Linked DNA regions of Anas platyrhynchos: region 1 is linked to region 2. Evidence: chromatin contacts called from public Hi-C data. All regions are on one chromosome and are shown on one strand. Each heading gives the region's core, a stretch centred on a gene start, on an enhancer-like site or on the middle of the called end of the contact. The rest is flanking DNA. Distances are from core to core; before and after follow the strand shown. Region 1 holds the start of MTHFD1L (methylenetetrahydrofolate dehydrogenase (NADP+ dependent) 1 like). Region 2 holds the start of PLEKHG1 (pleckstrin homology and RhoGEF domain containing G1).

What was found. Hi-C and Micro-C count contacts between places; a contact is called where the count stands out from the background.
Region 1: a contact with region 2 is called in a Hi-C map of F5 follicle, with 2.9 times the contacts expected there. The contact joins the promoter of MTHFD1L here to the promoter of PLEKHG1 in region 2. A contact is called at or near these places in 5 of 8 Hi-C or Micro-C datasets (F5 follicle, liver, skeletal muscle and 1 more).

What each region holds. Positions count from the first base shown.
Region 1 is chr3:53,778,893-53,782,621 of IASCAAS_PekinDuck_T2T, reverse strand. It overlaps MTHFD1L (methylenetetrahydrofolate dehydrogenase (NADP+ dependent) 1 like), which reads right to left and starts at 1,535. Exons shown (of 28, transcript XM_072035909.1): 1 at 1,376-1,535; 2 at 351-435. The coding sequence starts at 1,476. It overlaps PLEKHG1 (pleckstrin homology and RhoGEF domain containing G1), which reads right to left. Exons shown (of 20, transcript XM_072035907.1): 20 at 1,647-3,729.
Region 2 is chr3:53,579,913-53,583,779 of IASCAAS_PekinDuck_T2T, reverse strand. PLEKHG1 (pleckstrin homology and RhoGEF domain containing G1) reads right to left here and starts at 1,553. Exons shown (of 20, transcript XM_072035907.1): 1 at 1,532-1,553.

The sequences.
Region 1 (3,729 bases), core at 286-2,785, 200 kb before region 2:
AAGCTAAATAAAGGCCGAGAAAAACAGCTTTAACTCCGTTACATGAATTGACTTAAACAATCCGAGAAAAGGCAATCTGCACTTGCTATAGGGAAGGTTTTAGCAAAAGGAGGAATAAAACAATCTCCTTCTCCCTAACAACCACTTCACTGCCACCTGAGGCTTGCTGGGCCTGTTTTAGGCCTGGTGAATGAATTATGAGCCCCAAAACTCTGAGAGTCCTCCCTCAACCTTCAAGCAGATGGGGTGACTGGCTCCTATCATTTTGCTTGAAAGAGTTGCTTTCTCCATCATTTGCTCCTGAAGTCTCAAACAAGAAACGACACTAAATGCGATCTCTCATGTTTTACCTGGATGATGGCAAGCGTTGGCTCAAGCCGAGGGTTTTCTCTCTTAAGAGAGGCCAAGGATTTTCTTGCATTCTCAGCAATCTTGCTGCAACAAAATAACAGCACAGGCAGATTTTTAGCAGAAAGCAAACAAACAAGAAACTGACCTCCCATGAGTCAGCTGAAACCCACGTTAGCTAGCAATAGAGAATAAACGCTTAGGCACACACATTTTTAATTACCAAAATGCCTCGTATGCTGCGAAGGGCGGCGTTTAGCAGCCAGGTAGAGAAAACCTGACCAGCTCGGGATGCCTTTGTTTTACAGCATCAGTGCTCCAACATGCCCCAACCTTTATAGCCGTGCTGTGTCACCGCTTCGTGAGGAGGCTTGCCTGGCCCCACGGCAGGGAGATGCCACCGAGCCACCACCCCGGGGCCAGGCGGGTCTGCAGCCCGAGAAGGAAGCACTGCAGCTCCCTTCCACCTCGGGCTGCTACAGCTCCCCTGGCATCCCCAGCAATAAAACTGCCGCTTTCTGGATGCCGTTCAGAGCTGCGGGCGGCAGGGAGACAGAGGAGCTCTGTTTGCCGCTCTGTTTTCTTGGAAAAAGCGGCAGAAGCAGCGGCCAGGCACCGGGCAGCCCCGCTGGAAAATGTTATGGGGGAATTCCTGGCGGCTCCGCTACCTTAGGCACGTACGGAGGGGGGATGCTGCGGCGAGCGGGAGACCCCCGCTCCCATTTATCCCCCCCCAGCAAGCAAAATACAGCCTAGAGAAGCATTTTAGGGCCGGACATCCCCTTCGCAGAACCCAGCACCGCGTCCCGGATGGGGTTTGGTGGCCACATGGCCGGGGAGGGCTCGCAAGGTCTCTCGCAAGCTCTCTCCGCGGGCCACCCCCAGCCCCCCCCGGAGCCGTACCCCCGCAGGCAGAGCCCCCCATCCCCATCCCCACCACCCCCAACCCCATCCCCGCTTTCGGCCCCCTTCTTTCCCCCCCCCCACCCCCCGGTTGCATCAGCCGGCAGCGCCGCCCCCCGCTCACCGCGCCGCCCGCGGCACGCTCAGCCCCCGCCGCGGGGCCCCGGGCAGCGCCGGCGGCAGGAGGCGGCTCCGCAGCGCCGGGAGCCGCAGCCCCAGCCTCATCCTCAGACTCCACCGGGCTGAACGGCGGCGAAGCCGGGGCGGGGAGCGGGGCAGGGGGGGAAGGCGGTGCTCATCCGAGCACCGCCTTCCCCCCCTGCCCCGCTCCCCGCCCCGGCGGAGCCCCCTTTGCTTCCGCCCCCCCCTGCCCCGGAAAGAAGAGAGCCGCGGCGTTTTGGAGTACTCGACGTTTATTAAAAATATATGAAATGGTCCCTGGGAGACACGCTACGCGCTGGTACAACTCCCTTTTCTTTAATAATTATTATTTTTTTTTTCTCCTCTCTTTTGTTCCAGCTCCACCGATGGCGTTGAGGTGCGGTTTCAACGGATCTAGAGCGCGCGGGGTGAGGGGGTGTCAAGCAGAGATTTAACTCCTGTTCGTATTTACAATACTTTACAAGCTATATTAAATAAATACGGGCTCCACTACATCTCAGCGGCGTAACTATGTACATCATTCCTCAGCCAGCAGGCCTGGCACATGTTGGTAAGCACCCCGACCAGCCAGCCCTCGCCCTAACACCTCCTAGCCGATGCAAGACACGTCTGGTAAATAATTTAAACTCCGTTCTAACAAGTTCCAGTCCTTAAATCGCAACCTGCAAGTAATTAGCTGTACGTTGATCACCTCATTTTTTCCTCGTCGTAACCAGTGGTGGAAATAGGCAGCGGTTCTGGAAGCGCAGTGCTCGGCGACTGAGGGGAGCGATGCGTGGGTAGTGAAAGTAGTACTTCCACTCCGTTATTTAATGGTATGTTTAACTCAGTACTGGCTTTATCTGCGTAATCTGGAGAACTTCAGCACCAAAAAACAACAACAGTCACTCAGATGGTCAGTGCAGACATATTTAGGCTTTCCTATCGGTACAATGTTTTCAAGTAACAGAATCCAAAGCTGTGCAACGAAGATGACAAAAGGGAGTAAACGTGCATCATACCGGAAAGTCTGTTCCTATAAATGGGAGCATTTACTCTGCACATCATTTGCGAAAGAATGGAATGTATTCTCATTTTTAAGCTACTTGTACATGAATTGAATGAGATTCAGTGCTGGCTGATTTAGAAAATGCCTCTTTCACCCCGCTCTGCCAGGAAGGATTGCTTGGATTGCTTCCTACGATGGAGATGCCTCCCCTGGGGAAGACAGCTTGTAACTCACCCAGCAGTATTGCTGAAACACCCTGTGGCTCAAACACGCCGCGTGAATGAATGGTTCACCCCAGCATCCAGCCAAGTCCCGTTCTCTCTCAGGGTTACTGATTTTGGGACCTGACCAAACAACCTGCAGGCCACTGCATGTAAATGACGCTTGGGAAATCCACACACAGCGGCTTTCAAGTGCTAGGCTCTGAGCTACAAGCTACTCGGATTTTGCCTGCATGTCACAAACACTGCAAACGCTGGACTTACAAAGCCAGGGATCTGTCTAGTCGTGTCCACAAGCAACAGAGCTTCTACTGCCCAGAACATCCTCCACACAAGGATGGTGTCATGCTGACCGATTCACATAAAAGAGCTGCCACGGCCTGTCCTCTGCCTACTGTGCAGCTATAGAAAGTAGAAAAGGCTTCAGACACAGCTATCATCTGACATTGCTCATAAGCACAGGGACTAGATTTTGTTTAAAACAAGTCTGCTCTAAAGTAACATAGCATATTTGGTGTCACATGCATTGGTCCTGTACACTTGGAATTTCTCTGTCAAAAGTAACATGAGACAAGTTTGTGCAGTTGCACGGGTGGCATGTTGGTGTCGTTACCAGAACTGTGCTCAGAAATACGCGCCCTCAGAGGAGCAGCCACTCAGCCAACTGCTACCACATGCCACCAGAGTAATCGCATGGATATTTTGGATGTAGAACCAGTCACAACTCAGAAGTCCAAATACTAAGCTTTCCACATGGTAACATGGCTTAACAATCAAATGGTATCATACCTGGATAGACAGTACGAACCAAGGGGTATCACACCTAACAAGAAACTCAGCTGAGGAGAAGGAAGGGAAGAGATGCAGAGGTTAAATATGAGATCTGAAGTCCACCTGCATTATGGAGTGAGACAGCAGACAGTGCACATGTGGCCTTTTAACTTCCAGGATTCTAAACCATTAAAAATAAAAAAAAAAAAAGATACATTTCACATCTATTTACAATATTACTGTGATACAATGCCTGACGGTGTAATATTACAGAAATACGTAATGCCAGTACTGATTGTCCTAGTATATACTCTTCATGTACAGCTAGAAATCACT
Region 2 (3,867 bases), core at 304-2,803:
TCACATTCTAGGAAAAACTGTGACTCCAGTCTCTCCCTTTCAAGCCAAGTCACTAATGATCTTCATGACAAGATCTTACCATCAGGTAGGAGAGGGCTCAGGGCAGCCTTATAATAACTCCACATAACTCACAGCTCTCTTCTGAAAAAATGCCTCAAACACTTCCTCATCAGCTGCTATGTCTCAAAAGACTGGGTAACTGATGCTTAAGGTTATGGTCATCGCATATCTCGCTGATCAGTGTTGTTTTCCCACGTCTTGGAGTGTGCTACCTGTGTCTTGGACTACCTTTGTTGTCTGTGTTTCCACCAGCAGTTCAATGCAGCTCCAGTTTTGTAGCCAAGGTTAATAGTGATTCCACCCACACCACCACAGGGTGTGATTTTTAGCTGGTAACTTGTTCCATTCCTGATTTGAGCTCCAATGACTCTCTCCAATCTTAGATTTGAAAGGACACATTGGCCAGCTTTCATACCATTAAATGCTCTCCTTATCACTTACACTCCACAGACAGAGGGGAGATCCATCCATATGAGGCAAAGACTCAACAGGTTACAGCTCCCTTGGATGTCTTATACAGGTCATGTTAGCCAAAGAAATAATGAAATGCCTTAAGAGTTATGAGTCATGATTGCAATGCCTGTTCTGCAAAAGCTGAGCGGATAAGTAAGCTCAGGTGGGCAGAAATCTCCAAAAGTAATACAGCAGACAATCTCTTCCTAATGATGTCTATGGAGGTCTGCCTGATCAGCAACAGCTGCATGAAACCAAGGCTGAGCCCTTCTGGAAAAAAAAAAATATCCCAGCTGTCAGAATTAGCTTTTATGCTTTATTTCTTCCAAGTGCTTTGCTCAGAGCAATGGACTACTGCTGTTCTATCAGTACATAGCATTCAGGACCTGGGGGTCTTGCCTTGGAGTGGGAACTGAACACTTTCCTCAAGATTCATTTTTCAAGAGTCTGTGAGATCTATGTAGCAACAAGAGAAGTAAATCAATCAGATGCTGACTGCACACCTATGTACTTGCTTAAAGGTCTCTGCAGTGCTGTGGCTATGAGCAAAACCACAGTCTGAGGCTACAGCTTGCATGCCTCTGTTCATCTGGGATACACAGCACCAAGTTACTTACACCCAAAACTTGCTTTGCTTTTATTGTATTGACATAAATTCACATGGTAAGAAGTGCTCAGATACACATCTGATGGGGTCCGGCTTAATACAACCCCATGCAGCAGCTCAAACCCAGCAGCTGTTCTTGGGCACAATCATCTCCATGAGGTGCAAGATAATACCACTTAGCCTTAAAAGCTAAAAGCTTATATGGTTACTACACTAACCACTTATATGGTTACTACAGCTCAACTAGCTTGTCAAAATCTTGATCACATGGGTGAATTCTAAGCTACAGAAGAAATAGGCATATACCAGCATAGCAGAATCCTCAGAGCTCATGCTCTGAATCAGTGAGATTAATTTAAACAAAACAAAACTTTTCTAGCAGGATCAGCTATCTGTTGGGTTCTGGCTCACCTGGCAGGAAAAGATGACAATTGAGTGGGCAGGGATGCTGCTGCTCCTTTGACGCGCAATAGCTTATAGCTCAGTACTTGAGGGCAAACTGAAACCAATGGCACTTTGGCCATCCATGCAGCAAGATAAAACAGGCAGTTCTCTGTGATTCCTAGCTCCAGAAACAGGTGATACCCATTCCTTTAATCACCTGGGTTGTGATACAATCCACCATCTACCACAGACACCTGATTTCAAGCCCACTTATTCAGCAAGCCTCAGACAACCAGGGTCCTTGAATGCATACAGATTTGTCCATACAGTTCAATGAAGAAAGATCCGCTCTCCCAAGAGTGCAAGCTGAGCCAGCAGGGTGGGTAGATCACTTAGCTCAGAAAGGCTGCCAACAGTGCCCTCTCACCAAAGGGAGACTCAGGCACAGTCTGGTTTTGGACAACACTTCTCCCTGTCTCACCCTGGTGTTTCCTTCTTGTGAGACAGTTGTGATGCCTTTCTGAGCATCCCTGAGCCACTCAGCATCTGACCACTATCACTGCTACCAGCAGTCCTCTCACAGATATAGAAAGCCATACACAGGCACCTGGTGCTCCATGGTGATGTTGCTCCCACCCTCCTTGGTGCTTCCTTCCTCGAGCTAACTAGAAGGAAGCCCAATGACCTACACTTGAACTTGCAAATGCTGTAACATCACCCTCACTACCTTCAAGACAAAGGGCTGCTGAGCACAGCTGTCCTCCCTCCCCAGCCATGCTTTGCTCCATCCTTACCCTTTCCCAGAGAGGAATGCTCCCAGCCCCAACAAAATGCTGCTTACGTAGCTTGTAAGCTCTTTTTTTTTTTTTTTTTTTGGGGGGGGGGGTTAGGGTTATAATAAACTAAAAAAAGCAAGGGCAAAAGATAACAGGGCAGAGTGCACACTTAACAGGTTTGGGAGAGCAGGGATGCTATTCAGAAGGAGCTAAATAGTCTGCACAAATAGGCTGATAGGATCCCCATGGATTTCATCAATAGTAATTCCACATCCTGCATCCGGGATAGAAGAGCCCAGTGTCACAGTACAGGCTGGGGCCAGCTGTCTGTGGAGCAGCTCTTCAGAAAAGGACCCCAGGGTACATGGTGGACAAAGAGCTGAATGTGTGTCAGCAGTATGCCCTTGCAGCAAAGAAGGTCAGTCGCATCCTGCGCTGCATTAGTAAAAGCAGAGCATGCAGATCCAGGGAAGTGATCCTTTTTTTTCTCTATTTGACACTTGTGAGACCATATCTGGCATACTGCATCTGATTTTAGCCTGTTCAGTACAAGAAAGATAGTGACATGATGCAGCAAGCCCACAAAGCTGGCCAGGACTGTGTTTTTTGTCTGGAGAACACAAGGCTCAGAGGAGACTTGATTGCTCAAAATACCTACAGGTTGCCCAGAGAAGCTATGGACTCTCCATCCTTAGAGATGGTCAGGATTTGACTAGACAAGACCTTGAGCATAGGCCTGCTTCGAGCAGAGGTTTGAATAGGATGAACTCCAGAAGTCCCTTTCAACCTCAGTTATTCTGTGATGCTAGAAAACCAGTATTTTCAGCTAAGTTTTCTAAAGGACTCTGTTCTCCTCTAAGTTCTGTTCACGTCGTTTTATAAAAGAAGCAGGTAGACCAAATCCAGAGCCTTTCAGAGATCTGGCCATAAGGTATTATGAGAATAAATACTAAAATTCCATCCTGTTTTGTTAATCCTGTTAATCCGTGAATGTAAAAATTAAATCTCACCTGATTCCCTCAAGATGTTTTCTTCCAGAAAAAACAGTTTGCTCATCCAAATGAATGAAAAATCCTTAGTTAAGTCTAAAAACAATTTAAATGGTAACTTCAATTTTAAATTTAATTAATAACATTCTGCATTGAAAGGCAAAATTTCTTCTTATTTCATTTGTGTAAAGAGCACTGGGTGTGCAGGGAGTCTGGGCTCCTCCAACATGCGCACACATTACGTCAGGCAGCTACTTTTTATGTTCCTAGGCTAATACATGTTCATTACTACTTCTAGAAAAGGCAGGGTTATTATAATTAGTTCCCAGATTCCAAACCCTCCCACTGATGCATCAGTCCCCGGTGGTCCTTCTGGGGGTCACTCCTGCTGAAGGCTCGTAGTCTTCTTCCCAGCCTTTGTCCTCATCCTTCTTTGTCCATCTTGGCCGGATATCAGAGACTTGCCTGGTGTCCCATGCAATAGACACAATAGTTAGCAGTTATTCTGAGACCCCTTTGTTCTCTTATCCCCAGATATCAGAGACTCAAGGTCTACCCTTCAAGCCCTCTATTGACATGAATTGCTGGAACGTTCCAT